Regions from separate parts of the Mus musculus genome. Here all the other regions are linked to region 1. The links are chromatin contacts, called in public HiChIP or PLAC-seq maps. All regions are on one chromosome and are shown on one strand. The core of a region is the stretch at or near the end of the contact, and the rest is flanking DNA. Distances in the headings are between cores, read along the strand shown. Region 1 holds the start of 2300002M23Rik (RIKEN cDNA 2300002M23 gene). Region 2 has its middle 15 kb from the start of Gm32362. Region 3 overlaps Ddr1 (discoidin domain receptor family, member 1).

Region 1 (4,073 bases), core at 1,511-4,010:
ACTCTCCTAGGGACAGGAGGAGGTCGGGAGATGTCCTGCCCCCTCTCTGGCTCCTACTGGAAGAATGCTTGGTTCTGGGTCTCTTAAGAAGGATATTTAGGTCTCTTCGGGATGGCTAATTCTCTTCCCTCTCTGTGTATTGTCTGTCCTTGGTGTGCCAATCCATCCATGTCCGCCAAAACTGGCTGTTTTATGTTAAGTCTGTGTTTTCATTTTGTGGTTTGATTGATTGTTCTGTTTCATGTTCAAAAGAAAAAATGGCTAAAACTTAAAAAGAAGAGGAAAAAAATTAAATAAAAACCAGTCTCAATTGGCCTTTGGAGCCCTGCACCTGTAGTCAGGAGTCTAGCGCAGCTGGAGAAGCCCTGCCAGGAGCTTCTCTGTAGAAGCCGCTCTTAAAGGGGCCAGCAGCTTTTTGGCTTCTATGGTAAGGGAGCTGATGGCTGTTTTTCCTAGGATAATCTCTGTGACTGTGATTATTGGGTTCAGCAGGTGACAAGGGGCTCCTCTCTTGAAATTACAGCTAGAGAAGTTAAGAATTTTGTCTGGTTTAGATAAGTAACTTTAGATAAGTAACTTGTATGCAGCCATTTCATTTTTTGTTTCTGACTGGTTTTAAAAGTATACATGTTCCACATATCTTGGTTTTAGATTATTAGCTTATAAGTTATTGAGTATGATTAGAAATTTGTAACATTGGTAACAGGAAGTCAGCTTAAAACTGGTAACCGGCTGGGGCCTAGCAAACACAGAAGTGGATGATCACAGTCAGCTATTGGATGGATCACACGGCCCCCAATGGAGGAGCTAGAGAAATTACCCAAGGAGCTAAAGGGAACTGCAACCCTATAGGTGGAACAACAATATGAACTAACCAGTACCCCGAAACTCTTGTCTCTAGCTGAATATGTATCAAAAGATGGCCTAGTCGGCCATCACTGCAAAGAGAGGCCCATTGGACTTGCAAACTTTATATGCCCCAGTACAGGGGAACCCCAGGGCCAAAAAGGGGGAGTGGGTGGGTAGGGAATTGGGGGGGTGGGTATGGGGGACTTTTGGGATAGCATTTAAAATATAAACGAGGAAAATACCTAATTAAAAAAAAAAACAAAAAACTGGTAACCGGATTGGAGTAATGTGACATGACTCAACCCATGGAAACAGGTCTCTAAAGATACACCAAATTGGGTAATATTGTATGTAATTCTTATCCTAGAAACCAGACTTATAAAAGATAGGATTTAGGGCAGTGTCTGTCTCTTGGAGGTATTGGAGGCTGCACCGTCTTGCGTTCGTGTGCAGGAATGGGCAGCCAAACATTGTCGCATGGAGGTGCTTTACCTGGTGTTTTTTGGAGAGACTGGGTTGTTAGAGGTTGAGCTTTGCTTTCCAAAGTTCTTGCGTGTTCTGGGCCGCCATCTCAGAATGACTCAGGCTCCCTAACTGCAGTTCAAAAGTAGGGAGACACTTAAAAACCTTGTAACGTGAAAGTCATGCTTTTGGTGTTGATTTTAAAGAAACGGATTGTTTACACTATTAAAATTAGGTTTTGCTTGCCAAAATTGTGGTTGTGCTCCTGTGTTATAAGAGAGACTTAAAAATTATGGTTAAACTGCCAGTGTTCCATTGGCTGCAGCTTGTAGTTCGAGCACAGGCTCAGGATTCTAACTAGCACATATTTGTAATTAAGAAAAAAATCCGGCAGATTGAGATTGTTGCAGGATTTGAGAAAGGTTAATAAAACTATGGAGCTTGTAGGGGCATTGCAGTCTGGCCTGCCTACTCCACACAGAATTATGATGGGTTTGGAGGATTGTTCTTTATTCCTTTGCATCCTGATGATGTAAAGGGTTTGCTTTTAGTTAGTTTGTAGTTTTAAAGAGCCCATGAAGCGATGTCATTGGAAAGTTTTGCCTCAAGGAATGACTAATAGCCATCCATACTTTATGTAAAAAATTTTTGTCGCTGCTTCAATACAAGAAGTTAGGACTTGGGAATTTTTCGGTGTATAGTATTCATATGTAGATGGTATTTTATTAGCTGATCCCTCTGATGGAATTTTACTACAAGGCTTTGCTCTTATACAATGAGCTTTAACATTTTGGAGTAGTTGTTGCTCCAGAAAAGATTCAAGGGCAAATTCTTTTTTTCAATATTTGGAACATAAGTTACAGCCTGAACAAATTGCAGCACAGAAAATTCAAGTAAGAAAAAATAATTTAGTTACTCTAAATGATTTTCGAAGGTTGTTAAGAGACATTAATCAGCTAAGACCTCATCTTAAGCTTACTACAGGAGAACTTAAACCTCTGCTTGGTACCCTCAAGGGGGATGCAAGTCCTAAGTCCCCTCTGACAATGAACTGATGAGGGACGAATAGCTGACTAGCTTCCCAGAAAGTGGAGGAGGCTATTAGTCAATGACAGATACATTATATAGGCTATGATCAATTGATACATTATATAGACTATGATCATTTGATACATTATATAGACTATGATCAATTGTTGGCTGTTTGCATGCCAACAATTGATCATAGTCTATATAATGGTAGAGCATTATAGAGCACCCGGGTGCTCTATAATGGTAGAGCACCTGGGTGAGGAAGGGGCAGGGAGTACCAGGAAGTAGCCAGGTGAGGAACACCCAGTTCCTCAGGAACTTTCAAGTGACACCTGTTGCCACAGACCGAATCAAGAATGAGGGTGGACTGGGCAGATTCATTGTCTCTATAACCACTGTTCCCAGACTGTTTCTGCTGTCCTCCACCCGACCAACAGGATAAAGGCTGCTCTCTTGGGGCCCAGGCAGAAGCAGGAGCTGAGCAAGATGCAGAGCCACGCAGGTGGGAGCCGGGCTCCCCTGGGCTTGCTCCTGATCTGTCTGTGCCTGCCAGGTATGCAGGGTACTGGGGTCCTTGGGAACAGGAATTAAGGGAGAAGGTGAAGGTAGGAGTGTGCACAGTTTTGGAAGGTTGTGCATTTAGGTTCCCGAGGGAAGTGGGGAGTGCCAGTACAGAATCAGGCATTCAGCGAAGGGGCCAGCGAGTCAAAAGAGTAGCGGGCACCAAATCTGACCCATTGGCTGCTTTCTCTTCCGTTTCCTTCAGGTCTTTTTGCACGGAGCACTGGGGCACCAGAGGAGAAAGCCTCCCCACATTCGGGACAACCTTCCTTCACCAGCCTCCTTAACCCTGGACAGCCTCAGCCCAAGCCAGACCCTGTGAATAATGAGTTACTAGGAGTTCTTCCCAGGCTCAGCGAATCTCCACAAGATGGTGCTCTACCTGAGGGCGGCTCTGAGGTGCCCAACGGGCCTCCCTTCTGGGGGCCGCCCCCCATGGAGTCCTGGCCCTCAGAGGACCCTCAGCAAGGGATGGCTGCTGTTGCTGAGGACCAGTTAGAGCAAATGCTGCCAGAAGCCCTGCCATACCTTTCCAGAGGCGGTCGTCTGCCTGAGGCTTCCTCTGCACGGCTCAGGCAACCTTCACTAGCGGCTTCCTACCCTCAGGACTCCGAGGCTGGACTGCAGCCTGGTTCCAGTTCACTGGAAACTGAGGCAGAAGCCTTTGCTCGGAGCCCATTCTGGTTTCTCATCCACAAGCTTCTGCCTGGCTCATCTGGGAGGATCCTAAGGCCTGGAACATCCTGGGGAAGTGGAGGGGCTGGAACTGGGTGGGGAACAAGACCCATGCCATATCCTTCTGGAATATGGGGTAGCAATGGTTTAGTATCAGGTACTAGTTTGGGGGGTAGGGGTCCTTACCCAGTAAGAATCTGGGGGAGAAATGGTTGGTACCCATTAAGGATCTTGGGGGGTAATGGTCGGTACCCCCCAGTAGGGACCTGGGGGGGTTATGGTCAGTACCCCCCAGTAGGGACCTGGGGCGGTTATGGTCAGTACCCCCCAGTAGGGCCCTGGGGCGGTTATGGTCAGTACCCCCCAGTAGGGACCTGGGGGGCCAATTGCCAGTATCCAGCAGGCAGCCGGAGGCCCAATTGTCGATATCCAGCAGGTAGCTGGGGAACTAAAGGTCAGAATCGGCTTCCCCCAGGAGCCAAACGTCCTGGCTC
Region 2 (3,650 bases), core at 196-2,695, 77 kb before region 1:
GAGCTCCTTTCCCAGCCCAGGTCATACTAGATCCTGTCATGTTGACATCTTTCTTTCTTTCTTTCTTTCTTCCTTCCTTCCTTCCTTCCTTCCTTCCTTCCTTCCTTCCTTTCTTTCTTTCTTTCTTTCTTTCTTTCTTTCTTTCTTTCTTTCTTTTTGGTTTTTCGAGACAAGGTTTCTCTGTGTAGCTCTGGCTGTCCTGGAACTCTGTAGACCAGGCTGATCTCCAACTCAGAAATCTGCCTGCCTCTGCCTCCCGAGTGCTGGGATTAAAGGCATGCACCACCACGCCCGGCTTTTCTTTCTTTCTTTTTTTTTTTTTTTTAATTAAAAAAAAAGATTTATTTATTATTATATCTAAGTACACTGTAGCTGTCTTCAAATGCACCAGAAGAGGGCATCAGATCTCATTAAGGATGGTCGTGAGACACCATGTGGTTGCTGGGGTTTGAACTCAGGACCTTCGGAAAAGCAGTTGGTGTTCTTAACCACTGAGCCATCTCTCCAGCCCAACATCTTTCTTTCTTACAACTTGAAATGTAGACCAGGCTATACTCAGACTCTCATTGATCTGCTTGCCTCTGCTTCCCAGAGTGCTCAATCTACAGTCAGACATGCACCAGCATGCCTGGAGCCGATTAGGGTAAACCATCACAGTGGGTGACAACAAGTCAGCCTGAGGTACATGAGTGGGACCAGAGCTCTTCCTACGGCCCACAGTGTCTCACACCACCTCTAACTTCAAATCCAGGATATTGGATACCTCTGACTCCTGGGGACCCCTGCACTCAGGTGTACAATCTCACATGGAAACACACACCTAGGGGCTGGAGAGATGGCTTAGCAGTTAAGAGCACTGACTGCTCTTCCAGAGGTCCTGAGTCCAATTCCCAGCAACCACATGGTGGCTCACAACCATTTGTAATGGGATCGGATGCTCTCTTCTGGTGTGTCTGAATAGAGCTACAGTCTACTCATATACATAAAATAAATAAATCTTAAAAAAGAAAAAAGAAGAAAAAGAGACGACTACACAGAGAAACCCTGTCTCAAAAAACAAAAACAAAAAAGGTGAGCTTCAGCTTCAGGGAACCTGTCTCTGTATTGGGCTTTTGGGGGCTCTCCATGTCCTGTGTCCCCACTCCCTCTGACTTCTTTGTCCTGGGAAGCTGTCCTTTGCTGCTGGGGTCCCGAAGGTTTATGCCAGGTACAGGAGAGAAGATGCACTAGGTGCCCAGCATTCAGTCTGACTCGCTCTTGGCAGAAGTGAAGCCAGGGGCTGCCGGGCACCACGTGAGTATAGTGTCCACTGTCTCTACTTGCAGTTCTGCTGAGTCCCAACCCAGGCTGCACCAGACCCAGCTTCACAGGACAGGCTGTGTGCACCACAGCTGCTACCATTGGTCCCCATTCACAAAGCGCTAATGACTTAAGGGCTCAAATGTGCTCCATTGTGTAGAAAGCTTGCCCTTCCGGAGAACAATGCCCTTCCCTATTCTGCAGCCTTTATACAGCCCTGTGAGCCTTCCAGGAGCCCAGGTAAGACAGGGTCCCCCAGAGACTGGTTGCCTCTCAGAGGCAGATTGATGGTACATCTACAATGAATTCCACACCTGTCGTGATGGTTTGTGATTTAAGTAGGGTCTGGGTATGTCGCCAAGCTGACCTAGAACTGGAAATCCTCCTGCCTTCAGCCTCTGAAGTGATGGAGCCACTAGTGTGAGCAATCTTACCTGCCCTCTAATACCTTTGACTCTCTAATTTATCCTCTCCCAACAGTTCCGTTTGGAAAGAGGTGGACAGAGAAATGAGGTTTCTATGAAACTGACTTTCTAATACCTGCTTCCTACTTGATTTAAGGGTCAGGAAGATAAATGAGTCGTGATCTTGGAGGCTGTCTCCTGTTGGAGAACTGCTAAGCAGATCCATAAAATCTATATGCTGAGGCAGCAGACTGTATAGCAGCCTGGGATCCTCTCTCGGGGTGGGAGAGAGAATTAATTCTGCCTTGGAAGCAGACAGGCTTGACTGAGAAAGATACCAGTGGAGGGCTCTCCAGGCAACAGGAAGCCAGAAAGCCAGGCTCTGCAAACACAGGAGAGGCCAGAGTAGAGAAGAACTGCAGAGTCCTCCCCTAAGATACTTTGTAACATTTACCAAGGAGCTATGTTCTCCTAGAATGTTTAATTTCTGGTCTACAGATAAGCAAAAGGAGTTCAGAAATACTTTTGATTCTTAGCCGGGCAGTGGTATGCCTTTAAACCCTGCACCCAGGAGGCCAAGGCAAGTAGATCTCTGTGAGTTTGTAGGCTACCCTGGTCTACAAAATGAGTTCCAGGACATCCAGAGCCACACAGAGATACCCTACATTGAAAAATAATCTTTGTTTTGAAATCTGTTTTTGTTTTTGTTTATTTTTTGTTTGGTTTGTTTTTTTTGTTTTGATTGGTTTTTTTTGTATTTTGTTTTTGTTTTTTGTGGGTTTTTTTGTTTTGTTTTGTTTTTTTGTTTTTTTTTGGTTTTTTGAGACAGGGTTTCTCTGTATAACCCTGGCTGTCCTGGAACTCCCGGTATAGACCAGGCTTGCCTGGAACTCAGAAATCTGCCTGCCTCTGCCCCCAAGTGCTGGGATTAAAGGCATGTGCCACTACTGCCTGGCGTAAATTTTTTTAGATTAATTTTATGTATGTGAGGGATGTGTGTGTGTGTGTGTTGATTGCTTTTGTTTTTGTTTTACCTGTTTGTATATATGTGCACAGTACCTAAGGAAGTCAGAAGAAAGCAACAGACCCCCCCTGGAACTGAAGTTGCAGATGGTTCTGAGCTACCACAAGGATGCTGGGAACTGAAACTGAGTCCTCTGCAAGATGCTGAGATATCTTTCCAGCCCCTGGCTTAGAAGTTTTCCCAGAAATCCACGCTACTAGCACTGGATGAGAGATGTCTATCTATCTAGTTCTTTTAATAAATCCTAGGCAGGTGCCTTGGGTTTCCACAGCAGCCAAGCCTTGAAACTGACTCTTATTACAGGAAGTGGGATGATCCTCTGAAGGATTGCTGTTGGAAAGTACTAGGAGGTGAGTTCAAGAAAGGTCCTCTGTGCCAGGTGTGGTAGAGCATGCCTTTAATCCCAGCATTTGGGAGGCAGAGGCAGGCAGATTTCTCAGCCTGGTCTACAAAGTGAGTTTCAGGACAGCCAGGGCTATACAGAGAAACCCTGTCTCGAAAAAGCAAAACAAAGAAAAGAAAGAAAGAAAGAAAGAAAGAAAGAAAGAAAGAAAGAAAGAAAGAAAGAAGAAAGGTCCTCTGTATGCAGGGATGAGGATGAGAGCTTTAAGAGACAAAAAAAAAAGACAAAGAAGGCCAGTGAAGGGGATGGAAGGCTAGTCTGTCAGGCCCTGAATCATTTGCAGTGTGAGGCAGGAGGAGCCATGAGGAAACCACCAGAAGAACTACAGAACCTGGAGCCACCAAGGAAAGCTGAGAGCAGTCAGCCTCCAAGCAGAAGAATGACAAGAGGAAGAGCAACCTAAGGCCACTAGCTGCATCCACCAAGGGCTGGAGAGCCTGGTTTTGTCTTTTATGAAGTGATAGGCAACCTCAGTGGGGTGAGCCACAGGAGGAGGAGGCGGGGCTCTTTTGAGAGAATT
Region 3 (3,934 bases), core at 1,336-3,835, 110 kb after region 1:
GGTCCCATGCTGTAGCCCAGGTCAGCCTTGAATCAGCATAGCTGAGGATGACTTTAAAAGCATGATCTTCATCCGGGCAGTGGCGGTGCACGCCTTTAATCCCAGCACTGAGCAGGCAGAGGCCAGCCTGAACTACAGAGCAAGCTCCAGGATGGCCAGTGCTACACAGAGAAACCCTGTGAAAAACCACACCAAACCAAACCAAATCTGATCTTGCTGCCTGGTCTCCTGTCCTAGGATTACAGGTGCACACCACCACACCCAGCCCTAACTTCCACTTCTTCTTTTAAATTATTATCTTTAAATTAATTTATTTTAACTTTTACTTCTTTAGTCTTTTTGCTTATTTTTTTATTTTATTTTAAATTAGTTATTTACGTATATGAGTACACTCTAGCTGTCTTCAGACACACCAGAAGAGGGCATCGGATCCCATTACAGATGGTTGTGAGCCACCATGTGGTTGCTGGGAGTTGAACTCAGGACCTCTGGAAGGGCAGTCAGTGCTCTTAACCCTGAGCCATCTCTCCAACATGTATTTTTATTTTATATATGAATATTTTGTCTGTAGGTATATATATGAACTACGTAATTGGTGCCTAAGGAAGTCAAACCACCCACCTCCCCCCAGACCTGGAGTAATGAATGGATGGTTGTGAGCTGCCACATCAGTGTTGGGAACCGAACCTGGGTCCTCTTGAAAAGCAGCCAATGTGCTCTTAACCACTGAGCAATCTCTCCAGCCCATGGCTTTTTAAATTCCATCGATACTTTTATGTTAGCCTTTTAGACATTTGATGTCTTTTTTCCCCCAATGATCTGAGCCCTGTGTTCCAAAAATTAGCCATTTTGCAGCTTATAATCCAATAGTCAAAGAAACATATTGGTTTTTTTTGTTTGTTTGTTTTTCGAGACAGAGTTTTTCTGTGTAGCCCTGGCTGTCCTGGAACTCACTTTGTAGACCAGGCTGGCCTCAAACTCAGAAATCCGCCTGCCTCTGCCTCCCAAGCGCCGGGATTAAAGGCGTGCACCACCACGCTCGGCTCAAAGAAACATATTGTAAAGACACATACCCAAAACATGTGAAATTGCACATATAACTGAGCAAAGCAGAGATTGCTGGGCTGAAGAGCATCACTGGGGTTTGGCCTGACCAGAGGAGACTGATGAAGGGCTAGCAGCAGCTAACAAAGCAGACCCCAGGGAATACTATTGCAGGGGACAAAACCATGCTACAAAGGCCATACATATGCCAGGAAGGTCTGCGGCCCTTAGAGCACTTAGAGGAAGTGCTGTGGTTGGTATACACAGGAGAATGGTACTGCATAGGACGTAGGAACCAGCCAGCCTCAGACAAGGTTTTGTTCCTAAAAGGTCAACCAGAAGTGGACTTGGTGGAACACACTTCTAATTTAAGCATTCAGGAGACTGGAGACAGGAGGAGTGAGGTCCTAACTCAAAGCAAACAACTGCTGGGCATGGTGGCCCACACCTTTAATTCCTGCATACATAAAGCAGAGTAAGGTAGATCTCTGAGTTCAGTGGCAACCTGATCTACATAGGGAGCCAGGCCAGCCTAGGCTACACAGTGAGACCTTGTCTGAAAACAAAAAAAAATAAAGATCCCAAGGAGGGAGTGAGGGGGAGACTGGGAGTATATAGCTCAGTGGTAGAGTGTTTGCTTAGCATGTACAAGGTCCTGGGTTCAATCCCCCATCATACATACATACATATAAAATAAGAAAAATGTAATACAAAATTTTACAGGTGGTGGCTAGATGGCAGCAGTTGCCACCACGTCTGAGTCTTATACCCAGGACACGCATGATGGAAAGAGACCACCAACTTCTGCAGGTTGTTCTCTAACCTCCACATGCACACACCGTGGCACGTGCACACACACTAAATGAATAAATGTAATAATTTTTAAAATAAAAAATACAGAGGACCAGGTGTGGTGTTGTGAGCCTCTAATTCCAGCACCTGGGAAGCGAAGGCAGGAGAATCACTTCCAGGTTATGCAAGATGAGATAGACAAGTCTGGGCTTTGTTAAGACCCAGTCTCAGAGCAAGGTCTCCATGGTTGCAGAACCAAAGACAAACCAGAAAGGGTCAGAACAGTCCTGGCTTACTAGCTAGGAGACTACAGTGTTGTAGTATGTGCCAGGGCAAGCGGAGATGTGGAGAAAGAATGGAGATCTGTGGGGCTGTAGGGATGGCTCAGCGGTTAAGAGCACTGGCTGCTCTTCCAGAGGTCATGAGTCCGATTCCCAGCAACCACATGGTGGATCCACAATGCCCTCTTCACATAAAATAAATAAATACATCTTAGAAAAAGAAAAAAGAGAGATCTGGCAAGCAGACCTGTGAGCTTCATGCTGGACTCTGCAGCAAGGATCCAGGATGATACAGGTGCTGCTGAGTGGATGCTGCCACCATCCTGGGAGAGGGGCAGGTTTGGACCTGCTCACACTGAACATCACAAGAACCTAGAGTTACGTCGCTCTAATGCTTAGAGCAAGTCTGGGCAGAGCTCGGGGAACTGTGGCTCCCTGCCCGGGACTCCACTGCTTATTATTCTAACGTCTGACCTCTGAACTCTAGCCCATCAATGTCGGCCTTAATCTGAAGGCAGTCTGACCTATGTAGCTTTAGCAAGGCTGCTAGATTTGTGGCCTGGCCCCTGAGAGCCCATTAATTCCATCTCAGATTGAATTTACCTTTTCCGTCCTCCTCATTATCCATTTGACTGACTTTGTGAATATCATCAACCAAAACCCCAGGGTCCTTATTTCATGGGAACGGCTACGAAGATGGAGCTGTTTCCTTCAAGCCCGCCATGGGATTGTTTTTGTCTTTTGGTTTTTTGTTTACCACCCAAAGTGAACTCTTTGAGGCCTTCACACTGGCTGCAGCTTGCTCCTACAGGCTCATTGGTGTGCCTTTCACCCAGGTGTCTCATACTTTCAAAACCTAACTCGGAGATCACCTGGGTCTCCCAGCCCTCAGAATCCTAGAATTTGGACAAGCAGAACAAGAACCCACACCTCCATTTTTAATAACTAGCACTGCCCTTTATGATGAGCCAGAACAGAATTCCCAATGGCTTCCATGGCACCTTTGACCTGCCACCAAAGGACACCACTATTCACATTCCCCGTGTAGAGCACCTGAGTGGCTCTCATGGCCCAACTGGCAACAGGTCTGGATTATGCGATGATAGACCCACACTGGACCACAGCCAGGAGGCAGGTATTACCCAAACCCCAGGAAATACACCCACAGCTGTGGAAAAACAAAAAACAAAAAACAACTCAACTTTTATTATTACCTGCCTAGGACAGGGGATTAAAATCGCCTTAAGCTAGGTCCATATATTAGTGTAAAAATCTGTGTTTCTCTCCCCCCAAAAAATGTACAAACCCCGCGTGATTATAGAAAAACCAATGTGGTAGCTACAATAGAAATCCCCACCCCCAGCCTCAAGCTATTGCTCCCTCTGTTCCCCATCCTAATATTTACTCCACAGAAACATAGAGGCTTTGCGAAGTTCTAGCTGCAGCATGGCAGGTGAGAAGGAGGGGTGTGTGACTGAGGATCAACGGCAGGGATCGCCCCCAGGTCCAGTGTGTCAGGGGGCGGAACAGAAGGAAGCCAGGGCTGAGGACCGCTGTAGGGGTTGGCCGTCCTTGTCCCCCTCACCCCTCTAATTCTCAGCTGGCGGCGTCCAGTGTGTGACAAGAAGAAAGCTGGGGGGCACCGTCACCTCCCAGGAACCAGTGTTGTCCAGTGGGCCTTGTCCAGTGTACGCCCAGCATTTGCCCCCGTTCTTCCCCAAGGGGATAGCTGGAAGAAGTCAGGCAGGATCCCAACCACAGGGCCAGCTGGGAGGGTGGCACTTGGCAGATGGAAGGAAGAAACGGAAGGGAGTGTG

The links. HiChIP or PLAC-seq counts read pairs in DNA pulled down with a chosen protein or histone mark.
Region 2: a contact with region 1 is called in an H3K27ac HiChIP or PLAC-seq map of embryonic stem cells, with 9 read pairs. The contact joins the enhancer-like site here to the promoter of 2300002M23Rik in region 1. A contact is called at or near these places in 4 of 39 promoter capture datasets (cranial neural crest, frontonasal cranial neural crest and liver), 2 of 15 datasets of contacts at CTCF or cohesin (both in embryonic stem cells), 22 of 484 Hi-C or Micro-C datasets (the G1E-ER4 cell line, the HL-1 cell line, cerebellar granule neurons and 8 more), 8 of 115 datasets of contacts at active chromatin or transcription factors (embryonic stem cells, epiblast stem cells and pancreatic cancer cells) and 3 of 9 other capture datasets (adipose tissue, liver and pancreatic islet).
Region 3: a contact with region 1 is called in an H3K27ac HiChIP or PLAC-seq map of embryonic stem cells, with 7 read pairs. The contact joins the enhancer-like site here to the promoter of 2300002M23Rik in region 1. A contact is called at or near these places in 11 of 39 promoter capture datasets (the 3T3-L1 cell line, 3T3-L1-derived adipocytes, the SN4741 cell line and 6 more), 1 of 15 datasets of contacts at CTCF or cohesin (the NIH/3T3 cell line), 1 of 484 Hi-C or Micro-C datasets (embryonic stem cells), 7 of 115 datasets of contacts at active chromatin or transcription factors (the NIH/3T3 cell line, embryonic stem cells, extraembryonic endoderm stem cells and 2 more) and 4 of 9 other capture datasets (adipose tissue, liver, macrophages and 1 more).

What each region holds. Positions count from the first base shown.
Region 1 is chr17:35,564,725-35,568,797 of GRCm38.p6, forward strand. 2300002M23Rik (RIKEN cDNA 2300002M23 gene) reads left to right here and starts at 2,761. Exons shown (of 2, transcript NM_175148.3): 1 at 2,761-2,896; 2 at 3,110-4,073. The coding sequence starts at 2,830.
Region 2 is chr17:35,489,121-35,492,770 of GRCm38.p6, forward strand. No RefSeq gene overlaps it. Among named protein-coding and RNA genes, the nearest start is that of Gm32362, 15 kb to the right of the region's middle. Within about 2 kb of position 1,446, at least 22 of the 459 cell types and tissues checked have an H3K27ac peak or open chromatin away from gene starts, as enhancers often do. A contact at or near this core is called in embryonic stem cells and epiblast stem cells, where this site is marked.
Region 3 is chr17:35,678,281-35,682,214 of GRCm38.p6, forward strand. It overlaps Ddr1 (discoidin domain receptor family, member 1), which reads right to left. Exons shown (of 18, transcript NM_001198833.1): 18 at 3,287-3,934. Among named protein-coding and RNA genes, the nearest start is that of Gtf2h4, 6.5 kb to the left of the region's middle. Within about 2 kb of position 2,586, at least 13 of the 459 cell types and tissues checked have an H3K27ac peak or open chromatin away from gene starts, as enhancers often do. A contact at or near this core is called in embryonic stem cells, where this site is marked.